Linked DNA regions of Sus scrofa: region 2 is linked to region 1. The links are chromatin contacts, called in public HiChIP or PLAC-seq maps. All regions are on one chromosome and are shown on one strand. The core of a region is the stretch at or near the end of the contact, and the rest is flanking DNA. Distances in the headings are between cores, read along the strand shown. Region 1 has its middle 11 kb from the start of SAT1. Region 2 overlaps APOO (MICOS complex subunit MIC26).

Region 1 (3,133 bases), core at 268-2,767:
TTTTTTTTAATGGTTGCACCTGCAGCATATGGAAGTTTCCGGGGCAGGTACTGAATCCGAGCCACAGCTGTGACCTATGCCAGAGCTGTGGCAGCATCAGATCCCTTAACCCACTGCACTGGGCTGGGGATCAAACCCGTGCCTCCACAGGGACTCAAGTCACTGCAGTTGGATTCTTAACCCCCTGTGCCACTGCAGGAACTTACTCATCTGCCTTTTATTACAGGGGGCTCTTAGCCAAGAACCTAGAGAGGTAGATAAAAGATGATTTTTCCTCCCTGACCCTGTCTTAACTCTCAGGGAACTCTTCCCTTAGGAGCTGTACATTGCTGAATTATTCTTTGATTTGGTGCCCAGAGGTTTTTATACTTTGAGGTGACACACTCTCCTAAGATTCAGGGTGGATGGAGATACACTTTTGTTTAGTCAAGTCGGAAAAGAGCTACCATGAAAGGAGAAACGGGCAAAGGGAACCGAGCGTGACCTCTTTACCTCAGGGATATTGTCAGGCAGATTATTTCCAGAAAGACTGTATATGAATTTGAGGCTTGGAAAGCGAGTTCTTAAAACTCAGTTGCCTATAAAGTTCTCATGTACCTCAAGTGGCAAACATTTCCCGTTTTGAAGGCCTTGACCTAGATGACTCCACTGTGCTTTTGGGGCAGAGGCTTATGTAAATGACTGTAGAGGGTGATTTATTAGGGATCATGTCAAGAGATTATTCTTAGGGTTCTGGCACAGAGCCTTCTGGTGCAGCAGCCTGCATCTTTTCAAGTATCCTCAAAGCCCACTCTTCTCAGTGGCTCTTTTGAGGATAGAGTGATTATTATTCAGTGGTTATTGTTGCAGAAAGATCATGTTGTGCTTTAGTTTCTGAAATGCAGGCCCTGATGAAGTAGACTAGAAAGAAACAGAAACTGCTTGGCGTTTCTCCCCTAGGTGTTGGAGCATATGAAGACTAAGGGTTTGTTTTAAAAACAAAGTCTCAAATAATTATCATTTGACCTAAGGGACTGTGTATTTTTCCCTGGAAGGAAGGCATACTTTTAAAAAATAATACTTTTGGTTTTGTCTTATCACTTGTAAATGTTAAATTTTCACTTCCTTTCTCAACCCAAATCTCATTCTTTCCTGCAAGCCATTACCAGGAAATACCTAGGTTTTAAAACATCCACTTTGCTTTTTCCCAGAGTTTTAGTTAGAAAGAAAAATAAACTTAATGAAATTCAAACCTAGGACAATACACCCAGAAAAATACTAACATAATAACCTGGGCTGCAAAACTTGTTTAGCAAGTTTCAGTTGGAGGTTAATTAAAACCTGCTTGGAAACCTCTTAAAACACAGACAGGAATGTAAACCACATACACCACCACCTAGATTCTTCCCTCAGGAGTTTTCTCCTCCCCACTTCCCTGGATTTTGGTGGGAACTTCTCCCCAGAGTTCTATCTTGTCTGACCTGAGTCACATTGTCTGTGGCCAATAGGATTCTGTTGTTCCCCTCCCAGGGGAGGAGCAACGGGCCGTAGGTAGGCAGCCCCTCCCTCCTCAGCAGTTATAACAAACAGTCTGCTACACCACTCCTTCAGCTTTTAGCTTCTTTGGGAGGTGGAGTGGGGGCTGAGGGGTTCTAAGAATTTCCTCCTGTGTTTCATGTTTTAAGTCTGCAGATACCGAGGAGTTAAAGTGACGTTGCTCTGACCAGACAAGAGAGCGCAAAAAGAAGTCAGAACAGAAAAGCTGCCTGAGGTTTGACTTGCCTGTAAGAGAATATTGAACTGGCCGAATGTTCTAGAATATTAGCTATATATTCTCTCAGGAGTTCCTCAGGGTTACCGCTATTATTTCATTTGTCCAGGCTTGTTCAGAGTGATTGTCAGCTAACACCCCCTTGCTGGATAAGCATCTGTGAGATGTGCAGGAAACAAGGCCGGGGTGTAATTATAACATAATGCTGTAACAACATTGTGCAAGACTGCCTTAGTACTATATGCCAGAGTACATAGCGACCATCTCCCTGACAGGCATTTGGGTGGTGATTAGTGTTGGATCACGTCCTGGAATCAGGCTTGAAGCCAGAGAAACTGGAAAATGATTTTTGTTTTTCAACTCCTTGGAGGCCCATGTGGAAAATTTAGGAGAGCAAAACTTTGACAGAACTCGTACATAATTTGCAGAAGAGAAAGTCAAGTGGGATGGTTCCTGAACCACTTGCCTTGCCTTGAAGCTGGTCTTCTGTGGAAAAGTCAAATTTTCGTGTAGAGCTGGTTGAGAAGTATTGTGGCAGGGAGCAGATGATAGCAATCCCAAATTCCTTCTGGCTCCTCCATATCTAATCTAAGCACAGGCAAGACCTTTTCCAGGTGACAGAGAAACAGTTTGGGCCACAAAGCACCACCAGTATTAATGACTAAAGACCACCCTGTACAGTTAAGCTAGACAGTGAGCTGTGGTTTGTGAGGTATATGTGGGGCCCGGCCGTCCAGTTCAACTCTCAGTTCCATGGCCTTCTGGTTGTATAACACAGAATACGTTGCTTCCCCCCTACACCCTACCTTATACACAAAAGGATGGCTTTGTTTTGAGGATTAAATGACATAATCCATGTATTACACATAGAATGTAGAAAGTGCTGTGTAATTATCAGCTTTCTTTTTTTTTCCCAATTAAATTCTCACTCTCAAAATGGATGCTTGTTACATTAGAGGTGATTCTATCATTTCCCCCCTAAAACTGGGGCTGCTTGGTTCCATTTATTTAATGAATGCTTGTAAAGTGCCTACCGCGTGCTATGCGTGGAATGAGGCACTGAGGATATAAAGTCTATGCAACACTGTCCCTACTCCTAGGATGTTGACGGTCAGGGAGGTAAACATTTTTGTTCATTGTTATGTCAAAAGCATAAATAAATAAGTAAATTCAAGGTGAAATAGTGTGGATGAGCTGCTTCAAGAAGGGTCTGGTGTGTGGTAGAGAAAGCCCAAGTTCATTTGCTAGTGGAGGCACAGACCAGGTTGACATCCCAGACCCAAGCCCCTGCAGTGAATCCAAGTTGCTCAACCTCTCTAAGCCTCCTTTCCTCATCTTTAAAATGGCCCTATTCAGTGGTGTGCTGAAGTCTGTTGCCACTTG
Region 2 (3,133 bases), core at 397-2,896, 75 kb before region 1:
TTTTGTGGGGAATCTGCCATGTCCCAGAAGATTGTAAGCACGAGTCACTTCTAAGTGATCTGCCTGATTTCTAGACTGGTTATCGAGCCAGGAAAACATTCACATTTTTTCCTTTCTTAAGAAATTGAAGACTTGGGCTCATATTGCTTCTTCACTGGATTAGAGGCTCATAAGTAGATTCTTAATAAATACTAAATAAATAAGAAATCAACTCTCTATTGTTTACATTCTATTTTTGTCTATAGCTCCCACTGATTATTTTGGATATTTAGTTTCTTTTGAGTTGCATTGAAATGTCATAAAGATCTACCTTCAGTCATGAGCAGGGTCATTTGAATAATGTTTACATAAAGCTAAATAGCTTATTTTTTTGCCCTTTACTCTTTGCAGGCCTTAAGACAGTGGCATATTTGAGAGTGAAAAAGGCAGCCAGTGGTGGCTGTGAAACGTTTCCTCTTTGAGTGGGGGACAAACCTGCTATCCTGCTTTGATTAGCACTAGGCTGATCATTAGGACTAAGTCACATGCTCTTCAGTTACTCTCAAGCTTTTTTTTCCTATCCCACCTCCCACCCACACTTTAGAGTAATAGAATCCTTTTTCCATACTAAATCTAAGGTGGAATATCAAATACCAGTATACAGAACAAGTAAAGGGGGGTTGCTTCATCTGCTACCAGGAGAGTACAGGAGGCTAGGTCACCTCAGAGCCCTGCTCTCTGGACCTTGTCCTTATTGAGTAAGGAAATAAGTAAAGTGCAAAGATCCTCTGAAGCAGTTTTCAGGGTGCACATAACCCTTAGTCATTTTAGCTTATGAATTATTAGAAATACGATGTTTACAAATTTGATAATTGGGAGTTCCTGTCGTGGTTCAGCTTTAATGAACCCGACTAGTATCCATGAGGTCATGGGTTTGATCCCTGGCTTCGCTCAGTGGGTTAAGGATCCGGTGTTTCTGTGAGCTGTGGTGCACGTCGCAGATGTGGCTCGGATCCACCGTTGCTGTGGCTGTGGTGTAGGCTAGCAGTTGCATCTCCGATTTGACCCCTAGCCTGGGAACCTCCATATGCCATGGGTGTGGCTCTAAAAAGACAAACACAACAAAACCAAATTTGATAATTGATTGTTACCTCATTACTGTATACGCTTCTTAATTTCTTTTTGTTTTGTTTTTCAATCTCTGCAGCTTTCTCTCTACTCTGTTCCTGAGGGTCAATCTAAATATGTGGAAGAGCCAAGGACCCAACTTGAAGAAAACATCTCCCATCTCCGACATTATTGCGAACCATATACAAGTTGGTGTCAGGTATAGCTTTTCTGAAAATGGAGTGAATGTATTTCTGTTTAGAGTCAATAGTGAAAAGTCTATATTGGCTGCATGTTTTCAGAAAAAGGCACAATAAACCGCCCCACCCTAATAGTGCCAGGCTTAAAAATGTTTATCAGTGTCATCTCTGCGGGGTGGGTAGCAGAGAGCCCTCGCTTCCTGGTGGCAGCTGTTGCCATAGCTGCAGAGATAATTTCCTTCCCCCTGGATGGCGTGTAGCTCCTTGACTAGAGATCAGAGGACAGTGGTACCTATCTCCTTGGTCAAGGCTATGAAAACATTACTGTCCACCAGGGGATGATATAGGGCTGGAACTTCAGTAGAAGGAAAAGGATACAGTGTAAACATTTATATCAAAATTAGGAAGTTTCTCTCCCTACAGAGATTCTACAAGCCAGTACCACTTGAAATAGGAATGGGTACAGAGCATTTTGACTGCTATAATGGGAGGGTAGATAACTAAAAGAGGGGGTAATTACATACTTTAGTACTGAACTCTTTGCCCCAGTGATCACAGAACTACATATGCAGATTGACTGTTACTGCTCAGGTTTTAGATCAGGCATTTATCATTATTTCATGAAAGCATGTCTGCGACTTTTAACATCTGAAACTGAAGTTTACGTTCTGCACAATGCTTTCCTGGGCTTTGATACACATAGTTGTCATACTTGATCTTGATTTTGAAAATTGTTGATAAAGTAGAAGTATGTAGATGTGTGTGACATGGTCTAGATTTACTCTGCTTGAGACTTATAAACTCAATTTTCATCCAGAACTTTTTAAAAAATTTTTAAATTTTCACTGTCTCTGCCAGTGCTGAACTTTTGTTCACCAATTTAGAAAGAAAATAGTAAGCATAGATTCTGTCAATAATATAAATTAGGCCATTATACTAGAGTATCGTAACCATATTATTGAGTTATGAAACACCTAAAGACTTTACTCATAATGTGTTGTAATAGACTTTATTCTCGTGTTCTAGATGATTTTTAAGCCATCCAATGGTGTTTAAGATAAGCTTAGCAGATTTGCAAATATTTTTGTATCATGTAGACATGTCTACTGTTATTTCTCTCTTGCTCTTTTTTTGTGGTTATAAAAGTACTTTGTCTCTTTGCTTTTCAACCTAGGTTGCTTTTTGTTTTTTACTTCATTTGTGCATGATGCTTAGTGCAGCAAAATGCCTTTGTAGCTGATAGAATAGTTAACATGTTCATTTGTACTACTTCTAAATAAAAAGCCTTTTTTTGTGATTGTACTGGTTTTATTTTCCTATAAAGTCTTCATGAATGAAAATATTTCTGATTCCTAGCTCTTTCTTTAGGCCTACAAGTTCTAGTCCCTTTTTTTAAGAACTGATTTAGTTTTTCTTCATAGTAAACAAATTTTGCTAGCAAAAGAAATGGGAGGTCACTCTAGACATTGGTCTGTAGTTTTTCTTTTCTTATGTGCACCAAAAACCAAGAATGGATTTTAATGAAGCAGTGGTCAGTTTTTTGTAATGTTCTTTATGTCCTCCCTCACATTCAGCATTTATTATTTAAGGCCACTTACCAGTATTAAGATAACTTGCTCTGAATTAATTTAACTGAATTAAATAAAACAAATCTTTTTCCAAGTGGCAACTGGTTCTGATACCTTCCCTTACATATCTCTTTTCCCATCTTTACTGTAGAATTCTTGAAGGTGTATGCCTTCTAGCTGGTGCTTTATTTTCTTTAGGATCATCTGATGTTCATGTACAAAGCCTTTATATTATTGCTAAGGGAATATTAGTATTTCATTTGCTCCAGATTGGGGTAT

The links. HiChIP or PLAC-seq counts read pairs in DNA pulled down with a chosen protein or histone mark.
Region 2: a contact with region 1 is called in an H3K27ac HiChIP or PLAC-seq map of alveolar macrophages. The contact joins two enhancer-like sites. A contact is called at or near these places in 8 of 47 Hi-C or Micro-C datasets (blood, epiblast stem cells, heart right ventricle and 3 more) and 2 of 2 datasets of contacts at active chromatin or transcription factors (alveolar macrophages and skeletal muscle).

Annotation. Positions count from the first base shown.
Region 1 is chrX:19,917,410-19,920,542 of Sscrofa11.1, reverse strand. No RefSeq gene overlaps it. Among named protein-coding and RNA genes, the nearest start is that of SAT1, 11 kb to the right of the region's middle. Within about 2 kb of position 1,517, at least 36 of the 83 cell types and tissues checked have an H3K27ac peak or open chromatin away from gene starts, as enhancers often do. A contact at or near this core is called in alveolar macrophages, where this site is marked.
Region 2 is chrX:19,992,359-19,995,491 of Sscrofa11.1, reverse strand. APOO (MICOS complex subunit MIC26) reads left to right here. Exons shown (of 9, transcript XM_005674464.3): 3 at 1,187-1,306. Among named protein-coding and RNA genes, the nearest start is that of APOO, 24 kb to the left of the region's middle. Within about 2 kb of position 1,646, at least 6 of the 83 cell types and tissues checked have an H3K27ac peak or open chromatin away from gene starts, as enhancers often do. A contact at or near this core is called in alveolar macrophages, where this site is marked.